Regions from separate parts of the Drosophila melanogaster genome. Here region 2 is linked to region 1. A link is a contact called in public HiChIP or PLAC-seq data. All regions are on one chromosome and are shown on one strand. The core of a region is the stretch at or near the end of the contact, and the rest is flanking DNA. Distances in the headings are between cores, read along the strand shown.

Region 1 (3,682 bases), core at 1,172-3,671:
CCTTCCTCGCGGTCCTCGTCATCATCCTGCGGGGTCTGGTCATGTTTTCCATTCCCGCGACTTGTTTCATTGCTGTACGAACGAAATGAAATGAAACAAATTACAAAATAACAACCACTATCACATACTCTTCGCTATCGCTTTGCGACTTCGTATCTTTGCGGCTGCGTTTTTTCTTCTTGGCCTTGCGCACGACCTTTGCTTCAGCCTCACTTTCCTCGCTGTTTGAATCTTCGGTGGCCGTGGAGCGCCTCTTGTGCTTCTTCTCCTTTTTGGCTATGTGACGAGAAGCATGTCAAGTATAATGGATATGCGAAAATGGATTACAGTCGTACCCTTTGTCTGTCTAACTAGTTCACCGCAGTTGGCAATGGCTGCATCCTGCAGCGGGCGTGAGTTCCGATCGACAGGCAAGCCCTCCAATTGGCGCACCAACTCCTGACCGGATATAACTTGGCCGAATACAACATGGATACTGCAACGAGAAAATATGACGCTATTAATCTGTTGATCTACTTAACGTGTTCAAAGCTAACTTACTTGTCCAAATGTGGCGCAGGCTGTGTTGTACTACAATGAGAAACAGAAGAAGAGAAAAATATTCTTTACACTTTGGCTAACTGGTTGTTGGGCTGCAGTAGGCAGTTGTAGTTGAAATCGGTGTTGTTGTTGTTGTTTCAGTTGTTGTTGTTGTTATTGTTGTCGGTTGTGGCGGAGACAATGTCATGTGCAACAAAGTTTAAAGGTTTCTAGGTGTGTAGGCAGAGGTGGCACACAGGATTTTGGCAAGCCACCAACCGCAAGAGCCGCTGCCGCTGGCCATGGCCAGCACATTGTCATCTGGCAGATCCATCGTGAGGATCCAGCCCAAGATTCCCGCAAAGATCCACAAGGAGCCGACAGCGAGAGAGAGAGAGATTGAGACACACACTGAGACCCAGGCCCAGGGACCAAAGACCATGGAGCTGAAAGACCTGCATCGTCTTTCGCTTGGTTTTTGGACCCACAGACCAAATGCACTAGGGATGCTGGGATGGCGGTGCATCGGCCGATGGAGGACAGATTGCGATGCATCTGTCCGCTGGTCAGTGGGACGCTAGCTCACACTTTAACGCCCACGGGCTAAGGCTAAATGGCAATAGATTAATGAACAACAACAGTGGTTTAAGTATAGATCAAAAAGAAGACGAAGAGAGTTTAGCTGTAATATCGGTGCCTGAAACAGAACTGAAACTAAATTTACGGCCACGTTAGTCCGGACCAGCCGGTTACGGTCCTCCGTCGAGAGCACTTACATAAAGAACTGCGAGCCATTTGTGTTCTTGCCCCGGTTGGCCATCGACAGCAGGAAGGGACGATCGTGCTTCTTTTCGAAGCTCTCATCTGGAAAGAGGAATCGGATTGTTTAAACCAAATTCACTTTAAATGTTACTTTAAAGCCCAAGAGAGATGAGCAACTCAAGTTATCTTCTAGATAACTTTTTAATGCGCATGTAATTGGATTTCCCAAAGCCGCTTCTATTTGCATATTTGTCCCATTTTCCACCCAAACGTATAATTAGCAATATGTAGATGTATGATGTGCACCATTCCCTTATCTTTCTAATGGAAATATTTGCCAAAATGTAAATTTAAATTGAGTCGCTTGAGTAAACATTTATTTTTGACATTTAAATGGGGCATTTGTACACTTTGGCTGGCATATCAAAAGCGTTTTAATTTTTTTCGACAAAGATTAAACTTAAGTAGATTATTGTAGTGCAGTTTAGATGTAATTGGCTGGAAGTTTTTAAATCTCCAAATGTGGGTGTCTGTATTTACAGTGTTTTTATTACATTTCTCCCCCTACTGACTCTTTATTAATTGCACTTTAAGTACCCTGTATATTCCCTTTCGTTTTCTGTTCTTCTTATCAGATAACCACTGTATTGATTTTTTCCCACACAAACAGCAGCACACACACACAAGCGTGTATGTATGCATGCAGGCATCGAATCGGAAGCCGGAAGAACTCACCCTCGAACGTCCCGCCGTAGATGGACTCGCCGCCGGTGCCGTTGCCCGCAGAGAAGTCGCCCGCCTGGACCATGAAGTCCTTGACCACCCGGTGGAATATCACACCCTTGTACTGCAGCTTCTTGCCGGTGATTAGGCCAAATCCCTTTTCGCCCGTGCAGAGTGCGCGGAAATTTTCGGCCGTTTTGGGCGCCACATCGTTGAAGAGCTCGAAGACAATGCGGCCCATGCCCAGGCCGCCCAGGGAAATGTCAAAGAAGCACCGCGGTCGCGTGGCACCCGCGTCGCGTTTGTTTACCGTCATTATATGCGCCGATTTCTGCCAATAAATGCTGTTTAATACGTATTTCACGCCGTTTTCGAGTTGCACAATGTCGGCGTTGCCAGCTCTACTCAGAACTAGGGATGTCAAAAACATACAGTTAGAAATATCGATGTGCAATATGCTTAGCATATTTTCGGGTATCGATATATTAATTTTAATATATATATTTTCTTAAATTTGTTAATACATACATATGTACGCTCAAATAAACGGTAAACTTTGAGCTATATATAGTCAAAATACACCATTGATTACTCTCAGCAACCAATAATCATTTTATGCTTTTTGGTATAACTTCCAAAACCTTTAGAACATGGGTTGAAAATATTATCTTCAATGCTCATATTTTTGGGAAAAACAGAATGTCGTTTAAACCAACTATGAAATGAGATCTGGCCTTTATGGTCATATTATATTAAGCTTTTTCAGACAATTTACACAGTTAACATCTTTGTATATAGCTTTAAAAGTTTATTATATTATTCAATACATAGTAAAAAAATAATTTATTAAATTACCGTTCCATCCCTGGCTGCAATACGGTCACACAAAGCCAATGTTTACATGGCAGCTCGCGTGTGGCTGTAGCTGTGTGCGTGAGCGAGAGCGCAAGAGCGGCGCGTGTGTGCGTGCGAGCGGGAGAGCAGGGCGAAGACGTGTTCTTTTCGCCGAAAAAGCAAATAATTGGGTTGGTTTATCAGAGAAAAACAAAAAAAATTCCAGCCAGTGTCGCGATAAAAACACGACAATCGCATTGCAGCCGCCTCAGAAGTGTAAGATCAGCCTCAGCTGACCGGAAAGTTAACATTGCGACGTGGAAAACCACGAATCACCAGCAAATTTCAGCAAAAGCAATCGCATTTCAGAATGTGTGGCATATTCGCGTACCTAAACTACTTGACGCCCAAGTCGCGACAGGAGGTCCTGGATCTCCTGTTGCAGGGACTGAAGCGGCTGGAGTACCGCGGCTACGACTCCACGGGCATAGCCATCGATGCGCTGAACTCTGGCGAGGCACAGTCCATAATGCTGGTGAAGCGCACCGGGAAGGTGAAGGTGCTGGAGGATGCGGTGGCGGAGGTGTGTCGCGGCCAGGACTACTCGCTGCCCATCGACACCCACATAGGCATAGCACACACGCGCTGGGCCACCCACGGTGTGCCCTCCGAGGTCAACTCGCATCCGCAGCGATCCGATGAGGATAATAGCTTTGTGGTGGTGCACAATGGCATTATAACCAACTACAAGGATGTGAAGACGCTGCTGGAGAAGCGCGGATATGTATTTGAGTCCGACACGGACACGGAGGTGATTGCCAAGCTGGTACACCACCTGTGGCAG
Region 2 (3,934 bases), core at 1,180-3,679, 300 kb before region 1:
CGACCCCCTACTAACAAGGAATATAACACCAAATGTTTTTCACAAAAGTTAAGAAATATAATTGCATGTCGGAACTCTATGAAATTTGTTGATAATAAAAATCAATATAGCCAAGTAGTCTGAAATTTGAATACCTTGTCTTATCTATAGGGAAACTTATCAAATATCGTAGATCTTGTTTCACCGAGTAACATGATTAAAAAAAAGATATCCCTAATTATGTAATCATTTAACTTATTATTCAAGTAAGGGAGGCAATAAAAACAATAAAATATTTAAATATCTGTACAACATTCTAATCATCTTTGATATCACACTTGCAAATACAATACATCTTGTCGGTTTTATCTTTTACACATGTTGAAACATTTTCATAGCTGTCGAGCCGACTAATAGTAGGCACCTCCACCTCCACGGAATCTGTAACATTATTGAAGATAACGGTGGCCCGGAAGTCGGCGGAGTTCTGCTTCACCTTGAACATGGTGCGATAGGTGCCTAACTCCGCACGAGGCACATCGTCGTGGAAGTTCTGGTCTAGCTCGACTTTCATTTCTGTCAGGTGAATATAGCTGAGCGTGAGTTCAGAACAAATCTTACTCAGATTCCTGCCGGCCAGATACTCGTTGATTCGACCGATCACCTTGGGGGCAATGCTCTTTGCCCATTGCGTATCCAGTCTTTTGTAAGGCACACAGGTGCAGAAGTGCTCCGGTATTCCGGCATCCTCACACGACCTTGTCTCATCGACGGGATAAAAAAGGGATTGGCACTTGGGACAGTCGGCCGCTTTGGGCAATGTTTGACCATCTGGAGTGCCGCCCAGTTCGATGATGTGTTTCAGGGTGTTGTGCAGATCGTAGTTGGATGTAAGCCGATTCCGATTCAGCTCAAGGGCCCTGGCGTATTCCGGATACTGAGCCCGGAACCAAGGCGGCAAATAGATAAACATCGAGGGAAGACGCTCTTCCAGGAATCCACTCGGCAGGGACATGAGTCTGCCATAGCGTGAGCCATGATCCGAGAGGAACACCATAATACTCTGATCGAACACACCATCGGCCTCGAAGTCCAGCAGGTACTGAAGCACATAGTCCTCCATTTTCGAGGGCATTTGGAAGCTGTCGTGGCTGAAACTGTTTGACCAGAACAGACCCCAAATGGGTCGCTCATCCACGAAACGGTTGGCAAAATTTCTGGCCATGTCGTAGGCATAACTGCTCGTGATCCGCCGGCCGATACAGTACTTCATCGAGCAGTCACTGCATTTCCAGGTGTTCAGGCCCGATTCAATGGCCTTCTGCAAGGGCCTTAAGTAGAAGTCGGTGGGCTGCTCCAGGAAACCCGGTTTCCAATAGTTGAATGTATTAATGCCTGCCTCATCCTCAGCATAGGCTGTGAGATAGCTGGCATTCCGGAAGTAGTGCCATATAAAAGGGGTCCTATCTAGGCACCCATCCTCGTGCCAGTTGCACACCTTCTTAATGGCCGACTCTGGATTGTAGCCTGTCAAAATGGCCAACAGATTGGGGAAGGTGTTGTCGCCTATCTGCACATGATAAAATATTTAGTCCTCGTTTATAAATCCCGCTTTCTTTACCCACCTTATTGTATCCTTGCTGCTCGAACCACCCGTCCCTCGTTAGGAACTTATAGACCTTCGGCATAGTTCTACGCAAATTGATCCGCGAAAGGCTGTCTATGCCGAACATAAGGACACTTGGCTTCCTCTTGGACGGTTTCAGCGAGAGTCCTTTGGGTGGTGGCCTGTATTGAATGAGGTTATACGCATCGCTCTGCAAAATATCCGACTCGTTGCCAAGACGATGGCAGGTCAAGATCAGGCCCTCAACATGGAGCGGCACCTCGTAGTTCTGAGAGAAGTATTTTCGCTCCATCCTGAAAAGTATGAAATTAATAGGGAGTTGGTTCTAAGCAACAAATCAAGCAAGATATTACTTATCATAACTGTCGTGCTTACGGTCCCGCGTTATCTCCTGATAATAGCAATTGTACTCCCCCCCATTGGAGTTGAGAATAATGGAGGCTAACGACTCATTGATGAAGAGTACATATCGCTGCCGACTGATGTCATAGATCGGAGTAACCAGGGCGGTTTCGTTTGAGCAGGTCTCAAAATGCTCGGGGTGGAAAATGGCCATTGCATCTGAGGCGAAGGGATCAACATACGGGATCTTGCACTTGGCGGACTCCACAAAATATGCGGGCCGGACTACATCCTGTACATTTCGATCTTCTTCAGCAGGAGGAATGTCGGAATTTGTGTCATCCGATCCTGTGACTTCTGAAACTCTGGGCTTAGTATTTGCATTTTGGGTTTTGATGCCGAGAATTACGATTATTGCAATTAGGCAGAAGCAGAGCCATTTATGAATTGGTTTTAATAGGGTTATCATGACTGTTTAGCAGCCAACGATAGCTACACACAAACTGTTCAGACCATCCGGAATGTCTTGCCATTAAGAGAGCCGTTATATTCTCTTATCGCTATACCGTTAAGGAAATTAAATATGTTTCAATTTTTTAAAACAACTTTTAAGGTACGGAAACGTTAATTTATTAATTGGTGAATGCTGCCAGTGAAAGTAAGAACGCTACATTTCATTATTTTTCTGGCATATCGATAGATATTGGAGACTACATATAATGAGAAAAATGGGAGGTTTTTGGTGTTAGAGTGGCAAGAAGTTTTTTTTATCAAACCGATGGAAATTATGAAAAGTTTTTTTTTATCAAGCCGATAGAAATTATAAAAGATTATATAGTCGGATTATGTAGTGTTACTTAGTTTTCAACGAATCTAGTATATCATTACTCCGTTATTCCTAAGACGGCGGCTGCTGCTGTGCATCCTATGCACTTCTATGTCGCCTGGATGTGACGCCATACAACAGACGGTAACACCAAGCTGATCGAGTGTGGATCGGCAGATAAAGCTGACGGGAATCTATGATAAGATTCGGGCCCCCACATCTTAAACAAAAAAAATAACTCCTAGATGGCGACACCATCACCATACGACATTCGGTCAACTACAAGCGAATATATTTTATATTTTACACTATCTTTACTACGCTTTCAAAGAACTCTGTGATTTAAGCGATATGCTTCTGTACAAATTTTTACAATCACTGCTAGAATTTAAGCCCTACACCTGGTTAGTCAAATAAAATATGGAGTGTGTCATTGCTAAAACGGGAAACATTGGGGAAATTCTGTTTAAATGTAGATACATACAAAAAAACTGAATATTACGAACTACATTTAATACAAATCTACAATTTGTCAACATTAATGTCCAAATACGAAAAAAAAGTCGTTGTTTATAAGATAATTTAAGATAAGATAATTTATAATTTATAAGATTCAAAATAACTTAGCTTAACTTTTTCAAACAGCGAATGAAACCACCTTAGCCGAGTTGCCCTTCGCCTAGCGGAGTTCGACACCAACCATAGAGCACTGCTTACACAGGAGACTATTTATAAAATGATCGCACCCCGGGATATTTATTCTTTTTCTTTGCATTTAATTAGAATATTGAAACACATTTTAAACCTAAATAAAGAAGTGTGACATCTTGCTTAGTGGCCCAGTGCAAACGGTTATCGATAGCTCGCAGTAGTGTGAATACTCTGCGAACGCGATTTTGAGCTCGGGAGAATATCTGGATTTTTTAGGGCATTCAGTTGCGCATTTGGGGGATTTTCGTTATAACTGCAGCAAACACCCTGCGCGTTTCGATTCGATTGGTTCTTGAAATGGTAAAATGCGGCTGGGCCGTCGAAAAAATTGAGAAAAATAAATCGCGTCGAGTGTGGGACGCGAACGGAATCGCTGTGAAAATACCGAGTTAAATGTGCGTGATCGAAACTTTCCTCCGAAAAGGATCTGCAATCGAAACGGAAGGGAA

What was found. HiChIP or PLAC-seq counts read pairs in DNA pulled down with a chosen protein or histone mark.
Region 2: a CP190 HiChIP or PLAC-seq map of the Kc167 cell line shows a contact between it and region 1, with 4 times the contacts expected there. The contact joins the promoter of CG9988 here to the promoter of Moca-cyp in region 1. A contact is called at or near these places in 3 of 107 Hi-C or Micro-C datasets (the Kc167 cell line and wing imaginal disc) and 2 of 6 datasets of contacts at active chromatin or transcription factors (both in the Kc167 cell line).

Annotation. Positions count from the first base shown.
Region 1 is chr3R:28,339,073-28,342,754 of dm6, reverse strand. It overlaps Moca-cyp (Moca-cyp,), which reads right to left and starts at 2,421. Exons shown (of 8, transcript NM_170367.3): 1 at 2,017-2,421; 2 at 1,296-1,383; 3 at 541-570; 4 at 336-475; 5 at 129-276; 6 at 1-72. The coding sequence starts at 2,320. Gfat2 (Glutamine:fructose-6-phosphate aminotransferase 2) reads left to right here and starts at 2,990. Exons shown (of 2, transcript NM_143360.4): 1 at 2,990-3,682. The coding sequence starts at 3,209. It also overlaps asRNA:CR46105.
Region 2 is chr3R:28,634,906-28,638,839 of dm6, reverse strand. CG9988 reads right to left here and starts at 2,429. Exons shown (of 3, transcript NM_143368.3): 1 at 1,960-2,429; 2 at 1,605-1,899; 3 at 41-1,549. The coding sequence starts at 2,417. The coding sequence ends at 296. It overlaps CG10011, which reads left to right and starts at 3,741. Exons shown (of 6, transcript NM_143367.3): 1 at 3,741-3,934. It also overlaps the pseudogene CR46232.